2 separate regions of the Hordeum vulgare genome follow, and region 1 is linked to region 2. The links are chromatin contacts, called in public Hi-C maps. All regions are on one chromosome and are shown on one strand. Each heading gives the region's core, a stretch centred on a gene start, on an enhancer-like site or on the middle of the called end of the contact. The rest is flanking DNA. Distances are from core to core; before and after follow the strand shown. Region 1 holds the start of LOC123407711 (transcription factor BHLH3-like). Region 2 holds the start of LOC123407403 (serine/arginine-rich splicing factor SR45a-like).

What was found. A called contact is a pair of places that touch in the nucleus more often than the background predicts.
Region 1: a contact with region 2 is called in a Hi-C map of seedling, with 3 times the contacts expected there. The contact joins the promoter of LOC123407711 here to the promoter of LOC123407403 in region 2. A contact is called at or near these places in 2 of 6 Hi-C or Micro-C datasets (leaf and seedling) and 1 of 1 datasets of contacts at active chromatin or transcription factors (embryo).

The regions. Positions count from the first base shown.
Region 1 is chr7H:621,542,430-621,549,512 of MorexV3_pseudomolecules_assembly, forward strand. It overlaps LOC123407711 (transcription factor BHLH3-like), which reads left to right and starts at 2,530. Exons shown (of 4, transcript XM_045100902.1): 1 at 2,530-3,183; 2 at 3,293-3,469; 3 at 3,596-3,772; 4 at 3,920-4,294. The coding sequence starts at 2,626. The coding sequence ends at 4,000. It overlaps LOC123407712 (a long non-coding RNA gene), which reads right to left and starts at 2,416. Exons shown (of 2, transcript XR_006612663.1): 1 at 2,193-2,416; 2 at 1,857-2,093. It overlaps LOC123407935 (serine/threonine-protein kinase ATR), which reads right to left. Exons shown (of 16, transcript XM_045101186.1): 15 at 7,026-7,083; 16 at 5,988-6,652. The coding sequence ends at 7,049.
Region 2 is chr7H:621,408,453-621,415,364 of MorexV3_pseudomolecules_assembly, forward strand. It overlaps LOC123407403 (serine/arginine-rich splicing factor SR45a-like), which reads left to right and starts at 2,835. Exons shown (of 7, transcript XM_045100524.1): 1 at 2,835-2,998; 2 at 3,092-3,111; 3 at 4,210-4,359; 4 at 5,028-5,136; 5 at 5,217-5,366; 6 at 5,904-5,949; 7 at 6,120-6,773. The coding sequence starts at 2,996. The coding sequence ends at 6,481. LOC123409579 (serine/arginine-rich SC35-like splicing factor SCL30) reads right to left here and starts at 2,430. Exons shown (of 7, transcript XM_045102443.1): 1 at 2,207-2,430; 2 at 1,539-1,691; 3 at 1,343-1,420; 4 at 204-368; 5 at 90-130. The coding sequence starts at 2,430.

The DNA of each region.
Region 1 (7,083 bases), core at 1,280-3,779, 130 kb after region 2:
ATTCCCTTCATCCCATAATGTAAGTCGTTTTTGGAGTATATCATTTTTATGTGAAAGTTCATACGCCAGTATACCAATGAATCATGTATATCAAAAACATTTTTGCTATTTTTCCAAGTATTTTTTCTAAATGTACTATTCATAAGGATTCCGTAGAATCATGTTTCACAAATCCGCGCAGAAGATCCTTTCTTTTTTGGTTGTATATATCCTGAATGTTTTTGGGCATCTTGTTGATCGAGAGGCTGAGTGTAATTAGTATGCTTGATATTATTGTATTCCCTTTTCAAAAACAAATCCCCCACCATGTATTTCTTGCTTTTTACATTAGCATAGGCCATCTCACTTGCTTGTTCCCCTCTCCATTCGCCAACTCCCCGTGGATAGGAAAACCACAAGAGTTCGTAGTATAAACAAACAAGTAGGAGTAGAGTACTCCTATACCATGTCCTCATCGAAGTCACTGTAAACACACAAAATCATAGGTAGGTGACTGATGAGCAAACTTCCTTGGACCGCAGAAAACTTGGCACGCAGCACACACTTCCCAATGTGTCCACCGAGAAAACAATAACACTACTGCTGCACCTGCAAAAGAAAATTACTAATACTACTGCTGAATTGTGAAGCCACTTGGAGACATGCACGAACCATGCGGACTGCTGGAGTAGCAGTACAGTACATAGAGCGAAAACACGGACAAGAATGCGGACTGCTCATCACCATGGCCATACATGTAGCTGGCCATGCCCATGGGTCTCACTCACAATCACAATCACAACTTCACAAGCACCCCAACCGTGACGGCCTGCCTGCCTGGGTCTCTGGGTTGGTGGCCTCATCAAGATGATGACTTGCAGAAGACGGCCGTTTCTGATCGAGTCGGCGATGCAAATCATACGCCTCTTGTTCACACACACATGTCTAGGCAGTTTGTTCTATGAAAAAAAAAAGAAGAGAAAAAGGTATTGCAAATCATACGAGCCCAAGCCAGTTTGTGATTAACAACAGCCCCTCTCTCTCTCTCTCTCTTCCTAATCACCTTCAGGTCCATAATCCGAGGTGGAGGACCGGGTCCACCGTCAGGATCAAAGATCGCCAGAGGCAGGGGGGCATGGGGCGACGGAAGACACGTGGGGCCTCACCAGAGGAGGGGCCCACGGCGCAGAGTTGCCGTCTCATGTAGGCCCGGCGCATCGGTGTGTGTGTGTGTGTGACACAGCCGCTGCTTCCTCCTCCTCCCTCCCCGCAAAGGCACGGCACGGCACGGTGCTCACTCGCTGCGGGTCAAACCTCGCCACGCTCCGCACGGGCCCCGCTCCGGCCCGGCCCAGGATCCCCTGCGACCGAGGGCCCAGCAGTAACCTCCATGCAGAGGCACAAATCATCACCCATGGTCATGGAAGGATGAATTCTGCCGCACAGGATCCGACTCTGGCGTCTGCTATCAGGAATTTTAAAAAATTGAGCTGGTGCCGTCATACTAGGATTTTACTCTTTTTTAGCAGGCCATTAGCAGCAGAGACTGGTGCTGACAATGAGGGGTTATTAATTCGGATTATTTTAGATGATAGAGGTGAGTCGAAAGTTGAAACAACCCTTTTCGTTTTCAACGTGGTTGGGCGATGGATGGATGGATGGGATCAGAGTCTGTGCCTGACCGCAAGTGCAATCACCGACCGCTCCGGAAAAAAGACGGTTTTGGACCCTTCCCGTTGCCTCCTACTCGTTACGTACCCCTAAACCCCATCCACAATACTACTGTAAAAAGGTATTTTTTTAGATAAAGAGGGTTACGTTCCGGCATGTGCTTTAGCACCATGCATACGGCCTCTTCATTGCAACTAAAGAAAACATTGGTAAAAAGGTAGTATTTGCATTGCACACATGGCAAATGGCAATCTCAATCTGATATTCTTGGCATGGCGTGTGCTTTGCACTCTTCCAGGGATGAATTAAAAAAAAAACACGCTCACACACGGCAACTGGTCGCATTTTTTTCTTGGACGCAAATGATGCCCGGCCTTTATGTCCAGCAGACGCATCATGTCCGTCCATCCATCCGTCCATCCATCACCCTTTCTGCCGATTCCCTACAGCACGCACATGAGTGTAATGAGAAAAGAAAGCGAAACTAGTTCGATAGCACCACTACGTTAACGTTAGTAAGCAAGGAGGACACACATACACACCTGCTGATTCCCCTGCCACTGTTATCTCATCTTTTTCACACACCACCAGTACTAGCACTGCTAGCTCACAAGCCGCAACACTACAAACCTGGATCGTGTGTCAAGGAAGGACCTAGAGGATGGATTACATTAGATTAGATTAAGCCCAGATGGATGAAGGAGGGTGGGAAGGGAAGGCATGATTCCATTCCAATCCAATCACAATCACAATCCATCCCTAATGGAACCCCCCAAGCCTACCTTAATGCCACTGCTCACCATTCATTACCAAGGAATAATTGTCCCCCCCTTCCATCACCCCATATATTAATCCCCCCCTCACCATTGCCACCAACACAACACACCACTCCTTCTCTTCCCAACCCCCTCTCTCCATCTCCATCACTGTCAAGCAAGGGGAGCACCAAGAAAGAGGAGAGGAGAGGGGAGGAGGATGGAGCTGGATGAGCAGGCCTTCTTGGAGGAGCTCTTCTCGCTGAGGAGGGACGCCACGGCGTGGGAGTGCAATGCCATGGGGGACTTCTTCTCCCCGGCATGCGGGGCCGCCGCCATGGGTGACTGCTTCCAGGACCGCCACCAGCCCACCGTCAGCGTCCTGCCCACCTTCACCGCCTCCTACGACCCGCAGCATCAACAGCACCAGCAGGCGGGTGTGGGGTTCGACTGCCTCAGCGAGGTCTACGGCGGAGCCACGCCCTTCGCCAATGCCGTCGCCGGCGGGTACGGCGAGATGGGGTTCCTCGGCGCGATGGACCCCAAGGCGGCGGCGGAGGGGACGGCCGGCCTCGGCGCCTGCAAGGTGGAGCCCGGGCTGGCGGCGGGGGCGGACGGCGGCCCGTTCGGCCAGGGCCAGATGTCGGCGGCGCCGGCGTCGAGGAAGAAGCGGGTGGAGGGCATGCCGTCCAAGAACCTGATGGCCGAGCGCCGCCGCCGGAAGCGCCTCAACGACCGCCTCTCCATGCTCCGGTCCGTCGTTCCCAAGATCAGCAAGGTGAATGAACACCACCAAATCATCCATCTTGGCAGAACGAGGGGTGGTCCGTGGAATCTTGGGACTTGGAGTAAATCTGAATGTCGTTCTTGATTTTGGGCGTCTGTAGATGGACAGGACGTCGATCCTGGGGGACACCATCGACTACATGAAGGAGCTGCTGGAGAGGATCCGGCGGCTGCAGGAGGAGATGGACGGACCGGAGGCGGCGGCGGCGGCGGCGCCGCTGCTGAGCGTGTTCCGGGAGCTCAACCCCAACGAGATGCTCGCCAGGAACACCCCCAAGGTCAGTACAGGGATAGGATATCTTCTTCTTCTGAGAGCTTGTGTCGCCAATGGAGCAGAGAGCTGCGCCATTGCTGCCGCTGCGGCTTGAAAAATATGGCGGTGACCGAGGGATGTGTGGTTGCAGTTCGAGGTGGAGCGCAAGGAGGGGGAGGAGGGCGACACCCGGGTGGAGATCTACTGCGCGGCCAAGCCGGGGCTGCTGCTGTCGACGGTGAGCACCCTGGACACGCTCGGCCTCGACATCCAGCAGTGCGTCGTCAGCTGCTTCAACGACTTCGCCATGCACGCATCCTGCTCCGAGGTAACCAAGAACTCCTCCATCCATGACTTCATCATCCACCAGCAAACATGGATAGATTCATCTACTTCTTGAGCTACCATCATCAGCTCAGCCTCAGCTGGTCAGGTCACCATTTCCATCTCATTGATTGGAGTTTTGTGGGTGCAGATGCAGAGGGAGATGATGAGCGCGGACGCCATCAAGCAGGAGCTGTTCAAGAACGCCGGCTACGGAGGCGGCTGCTTGTAGAGAGACGGGCAAGAAGCAGCAGCAGCACCATGACCACCATGACCAGCAGCAGGAGAAGCAGGAAGGATAATAAAGTAGAAGTAGCTGTAGCTGTAGCAGTAGCAGTGAGTAGAATTAGCACTTAGCAGCTGGTAGCAGCAGTGGCGAAAAAGGCCGGGCAAAAGATTCGGGAGAGGCCCTTTTTTTCCGCAGACGATAGCCGCCGTGTCGCTCGCCGTGATCAAAATTCTCTCCTGTTAACAACAACAAAGATCGGCGAGCGCCTTTCCGATGATTGATTGACGACGACGATGATCCCCACTCTCTTTTTGCGCTTTTCCGGCCATTGTTTAGTGCTTATCACCCACCCATGTCGCTGTGCCGCGGTACCAAATCGGCCCAAAAGAAAGAGAAAGAGAAAGAGAAAGCGAAAGCATCTTGGGTTGGGTCGTGCCGTGCTCCTGTTGTTTGACATCGTCATTGCTGGGCACCAGCTGATGCATACTGTAGTGATGAATCGTCCATGCATGCATGCATGCATGTATGTACAGGCGGCGGCAGCAGCAGCAGCAGCGACGTTGCTTGCTTTGCTTTGCGTTGGCGTCCTCGCTGAAGTTCATGATGATGATGCCGCTGGAGAAGAAGAGGACATGGATGGATGGCTGGCATGAATTGGGACGTGGCATGGCAAGAGAAAGTCTCTCCCCCGTTTTGTTCTTCTAATGATGATGACGATGGCATGGGTGTGTGACTGGGGCACTGGATGGAGAAAGAAAGGTTCCCTCCATTTTTGTTCTCCTCTGTGCGCGCGCGTGTGTGTGTGTGATGATGATGATGATGAAGAAAAGGATTTCGGCACCTAGAAGGACCCCCGATCTTTGACATTGGACAATGTATGTTGGGCGCCTCCGTTCACCCGTTGCTTTGCGTTGCTCCTCAAATCTTCACTGATGACGATGAAGAATTGAAGATGATGATGATATGGGCGTTGCATTGGGAAAACGAAACTTCTCCCAATAAATAATGGCGATGATGAAGTCATGGATGGATGAGTGTGGCATTGTATAAAATAAATACTCCCTCTGTCATGGTTTAGAAGACGTGCTTGGTAATTCTCTAGACCTAGATGATTATTGATTGGCCGTAGGATGAGTTAAAAAATAGCATTCACACTACGCATGCATATAGGGGGTGTTTGTTTCCAGAGACTTTTTGGTGTAGGGACTAAAAAAAGTCCCTTTTAGTCCCATGTGAAACAAACAGGAGGGACTTCTTTTATGGACTAAAAGAGAGTATTTGGAACTAAAGAAAGAAGTCCATATGGGAGGGTCTTTTGGGGACTTTTTTAACACGTTTTCCAACACTACCCCTACTTTTAGCATGTCATTTAATAACTTCTAGTATATTACTAGGGGTAACATAGTCTTTTTGCATGTCATTTAATGACCTCTAGTCCTTATTTAGTCCATGAAAACAAACATGTAGGGACTAGTGACTTTTTTAGTTGGGACTAAAAAAAATCAGGGTCATAGAAATAGTACAACGGACTACTAATTAGCTGCTAGGAGTAAATGCAATGCATCTTAAACTTTGTCTATTATAGAAATGCACGTAAATTTAACCGTGCCTTCTAAATCGTGACGAAGGTATAGTAATAATATTTACCGCCATTTATGAGAACAATTATGGTGATGACGAAGGTGTAGAAAAACAAAGTTCACCTCCATTTTCCTCCCCCTCTCCGCAAGTGTGTGTGTGTGTGAGTATTAAGAGACGAGGAGGACCGGTGGCACTTGTCGTATCCCTTGGCATTGTTGGCCGGATGAGGCCGGGGACCGATCAGTTAAGTAATCGCCGAGCAGGACCATTGACCCCTAATTTACACGCTCTAGACTAGACCACCGGCCTGGACAGCCGAAAAGACAAAGATCGTGTCGGTAAAAGCAGCCCGGCCAGCATATGCAAGCCCAATCATCAGCCGCTCCCACAACTACTAACTAGCCTCTCATCAGCCTATAAGATCTCTTAGTATTAGTATATGATTGATGATCAATTTGCAAGGAAGCAGGTCTGCATTTTGTAATGCCATAGAGGTCAGCCGTCCGTCCCGCGTTTTTCTATCTAGAGCCGGCGCTTTTCTGCAGGGCACCTTTTTCCTATTCAAAATGAATTGAAAAGGGTTTGGTTTGGCTCTCTTCTCTTCGGATCCATGCGCGGGTCGGTCAAAACCTAAACTCTGGAGTTTGTGCTCTTGCTGGCGGACGTTTGCAGTTCCGGGCCAGGAACCACAGGCGCGACAGCCAGCCAGCAACCCTTTTAGTATTTTCTTTCATCGGAGCCAGTAGGATATTCCAGATAAATTACAAGTGCTTGCAACGGGGTTGGATCATGGATGGGCGAAAAGGATGATGGTATGACGCCCTCCCTCGGCTTGCTTGCCTTGCCCATCATATTCCTCAAGCTCGAGATGCGGCTGTTGACGCCATGACGACGGCTGCCAAGTGTGTATCTCTCTCCCCATGCTTCCTCGTGTTGGAATCGTCCTGGCGCCGGAGAGGAGGCGGGCATGTGGCATGGCTGCACAGGCACCGCCCATCCTGCCTCGGGCAAGCTCTGCTTGCATGATTGAACCTTTGGGGATCCTCCAAAACGTAGAGGGAAGCCAATCCTACACTGCAAAATGGACCGAGGACTTGCCACTCTGAATACCATGACAATACTGCAACTTTCTTGCATCATACTCCCTTCGCCCCATAATGTAGGACGTTTTTTTTACACTACACTAGTGTCGGTGTCCAAAAATGTCCTACATTATGGGACGGAGGGAGTAGGATCTTATGGTCATAGGGACATCCCAAAATGGCTCATAAGGAGTAAGTAACCTCGGTAGCTAACACTAACAGCAGCAGCCATGTAAGTAGTAGTAACAGGAACAAAACAGCTAGAGGACTAGTTACAAAAATGCCGCTTAGCTGCCTGTATGTGAGTATGTCTACCTCATCCAGCCAAACACACATTAGCAGCGTGGGAGGGAGGGAGGGGGGACCTGTTGTTCGTTTAGGCCGTCAGTCAGAACCAGGGCATCCACCAGATGTACATCTTGC
Region 2 (6,912 bases), core at 1,585-4,084:
AGATTAGCATTTCAGAGTACGCAGGACTGCAAATCATACAACATTAATGATTCCACTTCCAAAAAAATTACAATGACATAAGAAAGTACCATAACGAGAATTACGCCTTTCAGGTTCACCAGAATACCCCCTGCAAAGCAACCAGTGCAAATGAGCACATAACATGAGATAAGGAAGAACTTCACAATAATGGAATAGCATACCTGACTCCCGCTCTATTACGCATATCATCTGGCCTTTTCCGTGACTCGGCAGCAACAACAACAGTTATCTCTCGGTCAAAAAATAATGTGCGGTTCAAGTGATATTGTGCATCAAATGCATCATAAGGGTCAACAAACTCCACAAATGCAAACCCTTGGGGCTCCCTGCATATAATGATTCATTAGAAAAGGTAGGATAATATGGAAATTAATGGGATAAAAGACAAAAAAGAGGGCATGAAGTATTCATAAAGAATGTGTGTGCCTCTCATGTTACCATCATCACAGTTCAAATACAGTGTGCCCTCTATGATTCTTGACGAAGCACAGTCAACAACTTACACACATTTTCCATCAAACGTGAAGCAAGTGTTGCAAAACACAGCTATGTCCAGGTCCTAGTATCCAAGTTTCTTGTACAAATTTCTTGTATAATGACTAAGTACGGTGATCCTCATAAAGAGTATCTTCGTAAAATCATTCGCTTCAAGTCCTCAATGTTTGAAAAGTCTCAAAAGTACTTGAAATGAACTTCGCTTCATTTAATCTTCTCATGGACTACCCAATACAACTCTCTTATCTTCTCTTCACGAAACTAATTTTCTCAAAACAAATCTTTGTCTTCATAAAAGAACTTCTTCATTGGGACAAGGCTCTATCTTGCCAAGCAAATTAATTGTTAGGAATATAACAAAAATATTCTTCAACAAATCAAGGGACTTTACTTACATCAAACCGATACAATCCTGGCAACAATTTCAGAAAATAAACTATCATAGGACATGGGTGAATACGTAAGACAAGGTAGCATAAGCATTTCCAGATTAGTTAATCACACATTTTAATGACAAGAATTAATCAGTGAAGCACATGAGCAGACTACAATGACTGGAGCATTTTCATTGAGCCTAAACGCTAATGCACAAACATGGTTGCAAACCGACATCACACCAATCTGAAAGACATGCTCACAACATCTCTTCATCATAAAAATGGCTGGGAATTATACCAAGCTTATGCAACAACCATGTAGATAAGCGTACAAAGTCCTCTTTTTTATATTTCATATTATCATTGGAAAACAAGGCCAAAAGTTGTTTGCCAATTGTAAATAAATTATGCGAATACATAAAACCTACCTGGTGTAATAATCCTTTGGCAGGTACACATCCCGAACAGGACCAAACCTTTCAAAAGGAACTCTAAGATCCTCCGGCCTGCCATAGTTAAGAAAACAAAACCAAGGTCAATACCCTTGCAAAGTGAAATATTCTTCTTTCTTGAAAAAGCAGGTCATCAAGAAAGCCGTATGTATTCATGCCACAGTTTTTCTACCTGCAGCTTAATGGGATGTTGCGGACCAAGAGGCTTCCTGAACCCTGCTCCCTCCGTCCTCCATATCCCCTCCTTGGGGGACTTCTACCTCCTCCACCATATCCCCTCCTTGGGGGGCTCCGGTACTGGGGGTTGTACCTCCTAATTGCTTTGCTGTAATTACATACAGTTAAAAGATGTTAGGTGTTGGATGCTATGGCATGAAGAGTCGTAGATTGCAAACACCGAAGAAGGTAATGATGTAATATTATAGTTTGTTTGGTCGCACCACAAAAAGCACATGGATTTTCTTGATTAAGACAAAGCAAAATCTGCAAGAGGTTGAAAGTTTCCCGTGGACTTGCAGGCAAGCTAGCGCATAGGAAACTTTTCTATGATTTCCAATCCCAAGAATCAAACTTCCAGACAATGCAGCATCCACCAACCAACCCGTTGCCACGTCTAGCATGGCTGATTCCTCAGCGTGATGACTCGTGAACAGCGTGGCGAGCCTCTCGCTAATGCAAGATTCGGTGAGACCTTGAGGAGCCAAAACTGAGGACCGCGGCGGACGTTAAGGGCTTGCCACGGGAGGAACCCGCCGGATACGCCGGGGATCTAGGCCCGCACCGCAGACCTAGGGTTTCTGGCGAAGGCCCGCGCAAGCTCGCGTACACGTAGGAACGAACGCTCTCGCGAGCACGTGGATGCAGGAGGGGAGGCAGGAGAGCACGGTACCTGCCGGGGTGAGTCCAGTGATCGCCGCGAGGTTCCGCCGCAGCCGCCGATGCTGCGATTGTGTCAGGGGAAGGAAGGAGAGGGGAGACGTGGGAGGTGGATCGTACGATGTTTTTCTTTCTTTCTTGCGAGGTGGGACCGAGAGGTGGGATCGATCGATGGGAGGTCGAACCATCGCGGAGGTTGAACCATCACGACGGCACATCCTGCTTTAATAGTAGAGATTCCTAATTTTAACCAAGAAAACATTTTCCTTCAAGAAAATCCAGAAAACGGGAGCGTCTGTTACTGCCCAAAATGTAGTAATATGCAGTAGTCACTCACTAGGTAATTGCTGCCAAGAAAACACTTTAGTCCTCCGCGGCTGCCACTGCTGCTTCCTTCTCCCCTTTTCCCCCGAGAGCAGCTCTGTTTATTTTCCCGACAGCATGTTTTTTTTCCCAGAGAGCAGGTCTGTTGCCTGATGGTGCTGGGCCCAGCACCTGTTGGGCCGTTGGGCCTCGGGGGCTCCTCCCACCCCGGCCCGACACCCCACCACACAACAAGATGATACGAAACCCATTCCGGCTCGAGCACGGTCAAGCCAACCCAACCACATCGCGCACCCAGGCCAGGAGCGAGCGAGACGAGCCGCCGCCGAACCCTAGCTAGCCCCTCCCCTCCCCTCCGCCGCGGCCGCCGGAAGCCCCGCCGTCGCCGACGACTCCGTCGCAGCCGTCGTCACCGCCCCGACCCGCGCCATGGTGAGCCCCTCCCCTCCTCCCCGCCGCTGTCGTTCCCGAGGCCCCCGTTGCGGTCGATCTCCGTGCTGACGGCTGCTCCTCTTTCCTTCGCAGGCCGACTCCCCGCGCCGGAGGTAAATGGCGGCGCATGCCTCCTCGGACGCGCTTTCGCTCTCTTCGACGCCCTTCCTCCCCCTCCCCCTCTCTCTGATTCGGTGCCTGGTTTGAATACGTTCCCGTTCGTCGGTCTCCCGCCCGCCCGCTCTGATCCGGGCCAGGTTGTGATGCCGCCATGACCTAGCTTCGGTTTAGCAGGGGGTTACTTGATTTCTGGATGCTGGTAGGCGCAGGGCGACACGGGGAATCAGAGGATGCGGATCCCGTTGTCCGCCTCTTCTTTTCGGGCTCGATTCTACTACTTACTAGTTTGTGAGATTGGCTGCCTGACTGACTAGATGCGTGTTGCGTAGTATGAGATAGCCGCGGATCTAGCTATCTGCCTCTCACCCTCAGCTGGGTTGCAGGCTCTACTTGGTGAGAGTAGGCTTGCTGCCGTCTCTGCGTCTTAGTTGGTTTACGGAGCTCGTGCGGTTTTACTCTTTGTTAGAGCCCCTGATTTGCTTGTACATGTGGATGCACTGTTTCGCCCACCTGACATCTGGTATAGCTCCAGATAGTGCAAGTTTGTGATAACACCATGGTATTAGCCTACTATAGGTTTTCCGATAGGGAGCTTCAGAGTTTAAGTGGCTGCTAATAAACCTGGGTATAACGGTGTGTGAGTGTCTGATTGAGGGTCCAGATCTGAAGCCAGCTCAGCTGGGGAGGTGGGGATGTACACACACACCCATGCTCCTGTGCTAGTTTGTTTCAAATCTAGGTTGACTAGATCTGTCCTATAGAGGCTACAAGAACTAAGAGGATTTACGTGATGCTGATGCTGATGGATGAACAGGTTATCTTTATTTTGTTCGCTCAGTGTTTCATTAGGCAAGCGAGTTCATTGGACACTGAAAATAATGTTTGATTCCCGAGGACCATTTTATAAGCAGTTCATATTGTTATCTTTAATAAACTTGTAAAGTTACACCAAGGTTATGGCTGTGCTCTGCTATCTATCCTGTGTGCTATGTTCTCTTTGGCCAATCATCATGCACATTCTATAAGCAAATGTCAGGGAAGAAAATATCTTCATTATAATTAGTTAACAGTCTAGTGATAATTTCTTCCAGGTACACGAGGCCCTCAAGGTCCCCGTCACCTTATAAGGGACGCCAAAAGCAAATGTCAAGGTCAAGATCACCTGTAGCCCAATCCCAGTCTAGATCTCCATCACCTGATCCTAGATCTCAGGCAAGGTCAAGATCTCGAAGCCCTGCGAGGTGTGGACTCTTTGTTCCACGTTTTTTTTTTTGCTAATACTGCATCTACTCCATATGCTCTTCGTATTCTGTTTCTTACATCTAAAACTAAATGAAAGATTAACATGTATTCTTGCAATATCATGTACAACATGTTTGTGCTGTTGAGAGTTGTGTTCATAATAGCTAAATTTATGTTAATAGCTTGTACACTCGTGCCATAAATTCCATATAATGTTTTGTAGGATGAAAGTATGTATAAAATGGTTATAAAATTTGGTCATCCTATTATAATAGCTTATATTGTGTGTTTAGTTGAATCACTTGCTATTAGTTGTACACAATAGTTGTCATAGTTAGGCGTCATATACTCATATTATAATATCTGTGTAAGAAATGCAATCTAAGATTGTAATTGCTCCTTTGATGGGAAAGTGGAATTCTGTCCATGGAAAACGAAGTAGTTTATGGTGTGGTAATGTATAAACTTTCTGAAACGCTTAAGATAAAGGGAACACAAGATATTTTTACAGATTTTCTTGAATGGGGCATATGCTTCAAAATACTGAGTTGAACGACCAACACTTTAACATTTCACTTGAAACATCAGAAGCAGTAATTCATCATATGTTATTTGTACATGCTCATCATATGTTATTTGTACATGCTTAATCTTTTTCATTCTCCAGGGAACGGGAGCCTGAAGCTGTTAATCATGGAAATACTCTGTACATCACTGGACTTTCTTCTAGGGTGACTGATAAAGAACTTAGAGAGTACTTCAATAAGGAAGGAAAGGTTAGTTACTTGGCTTCGTGTATGTTTGCAGATTTGTTGTTCCTTTGATGTACAAAGTTGTGACATCCCCTCTTTGTCAGGTGGTTTCTTGTCATGTTGTTCTTGAACCCCATACACGTGTTTCTCGTGGATTTGCTTTCATCACCATGGACACTGTTGAAGATGCTGAACGCTGCATCAAGTACCTTAACCAGTCAGAACTGCTAGGCAGAAACATCACAGTTGAAAAGGTAATTGTTTGCGCATCCACATGGGTTGTCGTCTTGTTGGTTCAGATGTATCGATCCTTGTTATTCATGTGTGTTGACCTGGAGGTTTTTTGGTGGTTATTCAGAAGACATTGTGCATTGTGCAAGCTATGTGCCAGCAATCAAGATGCTGAGTTCATCAATTTCAACTTTAGCTCATACAGCTTGATCAATGGACAGCCCAAAGGGTTACTATGGAACACGAGATTCACAACAACTAAACGTAGCAAATTTTCAACTAAACCTGAGCATTCACCTTCAACTCCCCATCAACTAATCAACGGGCATTTCCAACACTTTAGTCAAGATGTCTGGTGACATATGCATAGCAATGTTGGATGTCTGCTAGTTGGAGTTTGTGCTCTTCATTAAGTATTTCCTCCTTGGTCCCTTAATGCAGGGTGTATATCCGCCGTAAGGGAAACTCATAATTTCCTACACAATCCAGCATGATACTTCTATTTTCCTATCTTAGCTTTCAACCTGATATTGTACTGATTGTTGTTTCAATTATTTCAGTCACGCAGAGGCCGCCCTAGGACACCAACTCCTGGAAGCTACCTAGGTATTAAAAGCAGCTGAAGCTTGTGGTCTAGCTCTTTAATCTTTGCTAATTGTTTGTATCGTATCTCAGTGCTCTTTTCTATTTCTGCATGTTCTTACTGTATGTACATATGATGTGCATATGCTTGGTTAATTACAGCTTATGGTTTACTTGCAATTTTCCTTGGTCAGGCCACCGCTATGAGCGTAGAGAGATGCAGCGTGGTGGTAGATTCCGCCGAGGAGGCTATGGTGGTCGTGACGATTATTACGGCAACAGCTATCGCAGGTCTCCGCCTCCCATGTACCGAGACTACAGGGACACCCGGGACTACCCTCCCTACAGGGACACCCGCGACTACTCCCCACCCCATAGGGATGCCCGAGACTACTATGATGGCAGGGGTGGCCGGGGCTACTCCCCCCACAGGTCTCCCCCTCCTTATGGTGGCAGAGCAAGGAGGGAGCGGTCTAGGTCGTTGCCGTATTCCCCATACCGGATGCCTGAAAGGGGCTATGGCCGCCGTGCCGGTGGTGGTGGCTATGACAGGTAAAGGGTGGTTGTTTCTTTGCGTCAGCAGAGGCCCTGTGTCAAGTTGGATAACATGCTGCGCGTGACGGGCCTCCCCTTATGTTAGATTATGTGTAAGCTGTACTGTCATGGCCTCCCATTATATGCTAGATTATGTATAAGGTGTACTGTACTGTCTTGGAACGATATATTCGTGGATTATGCGAATGTTGTACTTCCACCTAGTTTTTAACTTGACCATGAGACATGTTCGTTCTATTTGGATTCATCCTTTTAACTATTCAAAATCATGTTGCTCTGCTTCATGGCCTGAATATCCATCGTGAATTCCCGGCAGCATGGTGCTAAGTTTGATGAATGTGTGAATTCCCGGCAGCATGGTGCTAAGTTTGATGAATGTCTGGTGCTGGTAGCGTGTGAGAATGCGTTGTAGGTGAATACTCACAACATATG